2 separate regions of the Mus musculus genome follow, and region 2 is linked to region 1. The links are chromatin contacts, called in public capture Hi-C maps. All regions are on one chromosome and are shown on one strand. Each heading gives the region's core, a stretch centred on a gene start, on an enhancer-like site or on the middle of the called end of the contact. The rest is flanking DNA. Distances are from core to core; before and after follow the strand shown.

Region 1 (3,921 bases), core at 1,056-3,555:
ATCAGAGCTTAGGACAAACTTCGAGTGACTGAAATGTTGTCATATAAATCTAATTAAGTAGATTTTATACAAGTACAAGACGCAATTCTCAAGTGACCTTTAAAGATCCTGATAGGGAAAAATAGATGCAACTTTCTTGGATAGTCACTAAAGAAAAATCTTAAAATTCTGCACACGAAGCAATTGCATAATCCTGCACCAAATCAGGATAATCATTTCATATAATAATATTAGATAGTCCTGCTGATATTTAAAACACATATATACACTGCATGAAGTATCCTTACAACTGTACAGCCCATTGGCCCTGAGAATGTACTAATTTTTTTTTTCAAAAAAAGCAAAAGCATAATAATTTTCATCTTGACGATGACCAGTTATTACTACCATTAGGAACTAATCCATGCACAAAATTATTTTGTGTGGGAAGTGAAAGGAAGAAGCAAAACACATGTCACTTCAGAATAAAGACAAAAAAAATAAGCTATTTCAAAAATTACATTAGAACACAATTATCACTGGTAACTAAAACCAAAAAGAAAAAAAAATGTTAATAGTAATCAGAAAGAAAAAAATAAGTGTCCTTAAAAGACCTTGCCTAGACTTATATGTTAAACCAGTGAGTAGGACAAATAAGAGTGAAATCACTTGCAAATGAGCTCCAATGATCCTGTAGCTATTTATACTCCCACAGGATGACTCAGGGGTGACTCAGTTGTCTGCAATGAGTTCCCTGTATTAACCTGGTCACCCATGAGTTCCCTTAGTTCACAGTGTCAATGCCAGTCCAGTGAGTGTCCTATGATTCTGGTTTTTTTTCTTTAAAAAATTAATTTATTACCTTTATATCTGGATTATTTCCTCCCCTGGCCTCTCCCTTCCACAGTTCTTCCCGCACCCCTCTCCCCTTAACCCCTGAGAGGGTACAGCTCCCTCACCCCCTGTATCTCCCTAACCTTGCACATCAAGTCTCTGTGGGGCTAGGCACATTCTCTCCTACTGAGGCCAGACAAGGCAGTCCAACTAGAGGATGTATTCCACAGACAGGCAACAGCTTTAGGTCCAGTTGTTCTGGACCCACATGAAAACCGAGTTGCACATCTACATATCTGCAGGGGACTAGGTTCAGCCCATGAATGCCCTTACGTTGTTTAGTTCAGTCTCTGAGAGCCCCCAAGGATCTAAGTTAGTTGCCACTATTGGTCTTCCCATGGAGTTCCTATCCCAAGTCAGGGCCCTCAATCCTTCCCCCAATTCTTCCACAAAAAGAGCATTCTGTGAGATGAGAAAAAGGACACAGAAGTTCACGAAGATTGTTTGGCCTTATGCTTCTTGGAAATTTCCTGGAAACAAAGACTGTCTCTTGTAGACAACAGAAGGCAGCACAGATGTTCTCTACTCCCTGGACAGTGTGCCTCCTGAAACCGTGCATCATAATATTGCTCATAAACCAATAGCCAGGCATTTCTTAGGGCAGAAGGCCATCTTCTGCTTAAAGGCCTATTTGAAGCTTGTGAACCAAGACACAAAACTAAAGATATGTATTTCTACAAATTAAAAACAAAAACAAAGCAAAACAAAACAAAACAAAACAAACAAACATAAAAAACTACCAAAAACTCAGTACGGTGAAAATAGATTTCTGGAGTTTTATTGGTACAATTCAAAATATACTAAAAGTGATAATTGAGTATATTTTAAATTAAAGATGTGCTAATAACAGTAATGAAATTGTTTTCAGAGAAGTAACAATTATTTGAACTGGGAGGTTCAGAGCTTGATTTCTCTATACTTAAATTAATTATAAATATTTATCTACAGAAAAGCATTGTTAGTTCAATGTTAGGGCCACACAAAGCCTAATGATCAAATTCTGCCTGAAGATCATAGTTTGACTGAGGAATGTCTTACTGATGCCACAGAAACAGTAGAAGTAAGCAACAATAGAAGCTGTACTTTATGGTTTTCCTTAAGTATATTTACATATTTCTATATTTCACATTTCTGTCTACTTTGCCTAGGAATTTGGTGGGGCAGAGACACCTGTTTACCTTGGAAATGAAATGGAATTATTTAATAGAAATTTTAAAAATGGAAAAATAATATATGCTTAGTAATTGAGTACCAATTTTTTTTTCTAGTATGAGGAACATACTGAAGTCAAGATGACTAAGGAAGTTAAATCTTTCTAAAGTTGCTCAAGTTCCATTTACGTGTCAAAAGCCCAGCTTCACTGACGAATACCTTAGTTTTCACTCAGTCACAGGAAGAGAGTGTGTGAACTAGCTTTTGAGGAAGTCCTTGCTAGCTGGTATATGAGCCCATTATTGCCACATTAATGCTGACTAACAGACGTACTCAGATCTCAGTAGCCTACAGCGCTGAGAATTTCCTCATTCTTAGAAGGCTTTACACCAATTGTGGTTTGGTTGGTCTACCCTACTCCAACATATAGAGTGGAGAGGAATTAAGAAATATTCCTCACATCAGTTTCAAGCCTACAGACATACACACACACAATCAAAAATAGATATGTATATAAATAATTTTAAAAGAGAAGAACTCTTTTCTGGTTTCTGCTGCACAATTTTGGCTAGGATTGATTCTCAGAGCCACGTGACTGGGGAGAATTAAAGATGCGTTTTTTTTTTCAATACCTATGGTACGAGGCAGAAAGCACAGGAGGAAGTTGAAATTAGAGACTGGGTGAGCTAATCCACGCAACATGTCATAGCTTTACCCAAGGAGCTCACTACAACATATCTAGACACAAATGGAATGCCTGAGAATCGTGCAGTAAGGAGATTGTTTATCTGGATGTAGTCTGAGTCGGGAAAGGGCTACCTGTTTGAAAAGAAGCCCCACGTTGGCATAGAGCCACCTCCAGCCTGCACTGTGAATATGGGGAAGGGCGGGGAAGGTTTGCATGAGAGATAAGTGCTGCTTCTGCCTACATATGCTCTGGCATGCACAAGTTTCTTGAACTTCCCTGTGAAAGAAGGCAGGCAGTGAAGAGGGCCACAGAGGGACAGAGTGTGAAAGCAGAAAATCTAGATGGAAGTGCTCAGTATTCAGTACCCTTCCTTGAGATTCTAAATTGCTGACCTAGGCTACCGCAGACCTGTGTGACTTCAACCCTGTCACTAAAACAAACAAACAAAAAAACCTGGCAAAACAGCTAATGAATTAAGCTTTGGAGGTAAAAGAAAATCCCAGGCTCAGTAAGCAATCAATGGTCATAGATTTTTCAGTGACTAAGACTAAACTCCCCAACCTCCTAACCCTCTAGGATAAGGTTTATAAACCAAAGAAGTAGCTCTGTTAGTCAAGTTAAGGGGTTAGTGGCAGAATACAGAAGAAGCAGGAAATGATGAGTCAGGGGATTTATTCTCCCTCAGCTCCATGAATACCTGCAATTTGCCAGAAAACAAACAAACAAACAAACAAACAAACATGGTGGCCACTACTGGCATAATGGACCCTCCAAGACCTTCTGCAGAGCTGGTAACCAGGCATCACAGGCAAGATTGTGGCTCTGGACCTTCCTTTCTTCATAAGCATCCTTGATGACCACAGATGTCTGTCCCAGTGGCTCAGCGTCCCCTGCCTTTTAGTCCAACTCTAGAGGACAGTGCAGCAAGAGCCTTCATCGCTACTGGAAATGCCTGGACCTAAGCCAGGGCATGGAGGACAAGAGGTCAAAACAGGGCTTCTATCAAGCAAGACAGAAACCAGGTGTGAGCTTCCCCATTTGTCAACCAATGGATAATATGACCTTTGCAGAAAGGCTTTTATGCTGTATTATTCTGTTTTCCTCTGACAAAGATAAGATCATAATTCAGTGTTTTCTTATATATTTAAGTTACAGTACATATAAATCTCAATTTGTTCCTGGGGAGCATGGGTTAACAATGTTTTAAT
Region 2 (3,921 bases), core at 1,029-3,528, 180 kb after region 1:
TGGAGTTGCTGCTGCTGTCTTCTTATTGTTGCTTCCTTGCTCTGGTGTTCGCCATTACAAACAATGTTGCAAAGAAGGTAACTTTTATACCCTGCTGGCTTATTCTTCTACAATACAGTCCCAAGTAGCATTGACAACTAAAGCACAATGGATACTTAGTAGACACAGGACATTCCTTTCCCTAAGTAACTCAGGTACAAGTATACCTTTCCACTTTCCCAGCAACCTCATGTATTCCTAGGATGCTGTTGCTCCTTTTAATTATTGCCAATTTGGAAAAAAAAAAAACTCACTTTTGTAGTAATTTGATTTTCCATGATCAGCAGAGAAATGAATTTTGTGGATTTATTATGATTTCTTCTTTAAAATCACCTTTTATTTGGTCCTGAACGCCTCCAAAAAATAATAGTAACAATGCTGTTTCCTACTCTTGAACTATCATGTCTGTACTCAATTTTCTCTTCTTCTTTGTATTTTTCTTGCACTTGGAAAAATACTCTCACATATCAGCAAAACTTACTCTTAATTTTCTATATAAATTACTTTCCTAGCCAGTCTTTGTCTTTTGATTATGAATCTTCTGTTTTTCTTTTACAATATAAAATTCCTTAGATGGGCCAATAGATCTAATGTTAATTTGTCATCTCATCTACCCTTACAAGGTCTTATAGAGTCCCATCCTAATATTACATATGAATTTCAGGAACACACGCTAATGATAGAAAGATCTTAACTCCCAGGATCCAGAAAACTAGTCTCTGAGCAGTCTCTCCCATTTTATTGGCAGGCAATAAAAATGCAGTAGCACTAAGCAATAACAAAAGCAGGGTACACTCCAAAAGGTTGGGTTACTACTCAGTACTGATCAAAACTGGCTTTTTTGTAATGTGGGTCTTGTATTATCATATCACCTTCATTTTACCTTCAAAGAAAAGCCAGCAAACTGAACTAGTTTATAAAGTCTCCCAATGCATGTATGTTAATCTGTTAGTCAAGACAGACCAGGTAAATCTGTGGGCTTCTGATGCTAAGCTTGGTTCTTTCACTGCAATTTGGTCATGAAGAATCCAGAGGTACAAGCATTTATGCGGCCTTCACTGGGCAGCGAGTACTGAATCATTTCATTTAATCCTCGAAAGAGCTTCCTGTATAGATGCCAGCGTGTCCATTTTATAGGTGAGAAAACCAACACTGGGGATGCATTGAAGAGTCTCTAGTATTAATCAGTAAACGAGTCAAGATCTGAACCCAGTTTTTCTGCCTCCAAAGGATAGTTCTTTCTACCTTGTCATATTACCACCCTCCTCAAATTAGAGTGGAATGCTTCCATATTTGGGGGAAATTGGTAATAAAAGCTCTTAGGGAACATTTCCAGAAATGTGTGAAATATGAAGGAGATGGTTGCCAACCAGGTCAGCTTTTCCTGAATGCCAAACGCACACAACCCCTCAGAGCTGACCTCAGTGTTGCAGCAGATCCGGGAAGATATTCTAAATGTGGAAGATATTCTAAATGTGGAAGATATTCTAAATGTGGAAGATATTCTAAATGTGGAGAAATACAAGAAATGCATGGCTTTGCTGACACTGCCTCTCATTTCTTGATGTGTGTGTTATCAGACAGAGAGGTAGCAGTGGCTGAAACCTCAGAATTAACTGATGTCAATCTCAGGTCTTTCCCTTGGAACTGAGACTTTGATCCTACCTGCAGAATCCCTTGGTGGGCCAATCGAAGGCTGTGTGTCCAGAGAAGCTGTAGAGATCAGAAACAAGCAAGCCTCGTGACAGTGACCACAAATGGTCCTTTGAGGAGAATCACACTTTTCTTTTTAACGAGGAACTGAAAAATTGTGGGAAACTTTAGAATTGTGTCAAGCATAGGAGTTTGAAGGATGAGGTATCTATGGACCAGGGCCTTTTATTTCAGTGAAATAACTGTAAAAGTAACTTTTATTTACCTGAGGTAATTGTTGTCTCGGAGACTTACAACTGCTGAATAAGCTCACCCTTTCTAGTTCTTTATAAACTCTGTCTGGTTCAACTCAGGCTGTTCTGACTTAAATTCCTCTCCTAGCTGACTGATTCAATCTGGCTTCTCTGTGCTTCCAACTGAATTGCTTTTCTTGGCTTCAAACTAACTCTGGCAATTTGTCCTAATCTTTTGGCTCCTTCTCATTCTCTGGCATCAACTGCCTCTGACCTGCGCTGAGTTGCAAGAACTCATGAATGAGTGAAGCCAATTCCACTGCACTGCTCTAACTGTACTGACTCCCAACTGACTCACTCTTCCTGTGCTGCTCTTAAATAGCTTCCGTTTCCTGTCTGTTCTTGTCAGAGCTGTATGTAACCTATATCTGACTCATTAGGTCAAATCTATCTATGATTCATCACTTTGCCTGCCCTTCATGAGACTTCACTTTCAAACATGGCTCCTTCCTTCTACAAACTAATTTTACCTTAAAGGTATGTACTAAGGGTGTATGTGTATTTCAGCCAGAGGGATTAAAGGTGTGTGGCATGTCTGCATTCCAGCTGTCTTTGGATGTGATTCCTTGCCAGAGCAGCCACATTGCTGAAATAAAATTCCTCTACATGTAAACCAGCAATAAGGATCGTGCATGCTTGTAACAAAGGCCTTAACAACATAGAAGTTCCCTGGATTGAAGCAGTGGTTTCTGGTCTTCTTGTTATTCCCAATGTTTTATTTTTAATATATATTGATTAAATTATTTTAGGTCTAGAATAATAAAGTCTATGCCGAAGTTAAAAGAGTCTTTATCTTTATTAAGCAACAATAGTGAATGCTGACTCTGATGCCAGAGAAATTTAAAAAGTCAGAAGGAAGCTGGGCGTGGTGGAACACACCTTTAATCCCAGCACTCGGGAGGCAGGCAGATTTCTGAGTTCGAGGTCAGCCTGGTTTACAAAGTGAGTTCCAGGACAGCCAGGGCTATACAGAGAAACCCTGTCTCGAAAAACAAAAAACAACAAAACAACAACAACAACAAAGTCAGAAGGAAAACACCTCCTTTGACAAACAGTAAGTCTGAGCATGGGTCACAATGAAAAGCACACATGTGCTCAGGTCTGAGACTCTAGAGAGAAAATCGCAACATAAACACAATCTGAGATGCCCAACTCTACATGCTGATGCTATAGTCTTCATTGCATGCTCCCAAAACGACCTTGGATTTCAGATGTGAAGACAACAACAACAAATTCTTATCTTCACTCTGAAATTTGGAAAATGTAAGACACTCTTAGCCTCAGGCACTCCTTTTAAAAAAAAGTATTTTACACACACACACAAATCATTCTAACTTTCTTTCCTAAGTGTACAACAAATTTTAATGATAAAATAGCCTCTGTAGTTGGACCCAACAAGGAGGTCCGAGACCTAGCTCAGCCATGTTTTAGTAGTCTTGAGCTCTTCCATGTATCTAACGTTATAAATGGATGCCTATGCCTTGTATAGCTCAATAGTGAGAAACTAGACAATGATCTGTAGTATGTACTGCTAATATTACCTCCAATTTACAGATGAGGTAACTGGGGACCAGAGAACTAAGGAACTCACCCAAGATTGTGTTCTCTAGTATAGACATGAACTAGGACTCAAACAGAAGTACTTCACCAAGAACCCAGGCTTTCAATCAATGTACAAGTAGGAAACACTGAACCCTTTCCTTCTTTATTAAGAAACGTGTCCCAAAAATGAAACATATGCCATCCATTTCCCTATTTTGAGTGATAATTGAAGTGTTAGATGTTACAGCATTACTATACTATATTCTTATACAAATCATAAGTATGGTGGGAAAGGAGGGTCTAGAAACAGGGATGAGCCTCCAGCACGGGATTCAACCACTTCTGCTTTGAACTTGCCATCAGCAAAACTCAAACCCCATTCTCTCAGGTGGTC

What was found. Capture Hi-C pulls out chosen DNA fragments and counts their contacts.
Region 2: a capture Hi-C map of bone marrow-derived macrophages shows a contact between it and region 1, with 9 times the contacts expected there. The contact joins two enhancer-like sites. A contact is called at or near these places in 5 of 484 Hi-C or Micro-C datasets (the 3T3-L1 cell line, bone marrow-derived macrophages, embryonic stem cells and 2 more), 3 of 115 datasets of contacts at active chromatin or transcription factors (embryonic fibroblasts, fibro-adipogenic progenitors and pancreatic cancer cells) and 1 of 9 other capture datasets (bone marrow-derived macrophages).

The regions. Positions count from the first base shown.
Region 1 is chr6:17,407,581-17,411,501 of GRCm38.p6, forward strand. No RefSeq gene overlaps it. Among named protein-coding and RNA genes, the nearest start is that of Gm25021, 27 kb to the right of the region's middle. Within about 2 kb of position 2,306, at least 100 of the 459 cell types and tissues checked have an H3K27ac peak or open chromatin away from gene starts, as enhancers often do. A contact at or near this core is called in bone marrow-derived macrophages, where this site is marked.
Region 2 is chr6:17,591,888-17,595,808 of GRCm38.p6, forward strand. No RefSeq gene overlaps it. Among named protein-coding and RNA genes, the nearest start is that of Capza2, 43 kb to the right of the region's middle. Within about 2 kb of position 2,279, at least 18 of the 459 cell types and tissues checked have an H3K27ac peak or open chromatin away from gene starts, as enhancers often do. A contact at or near this core is called in bone marrow-derived macrophages, where this site is marked.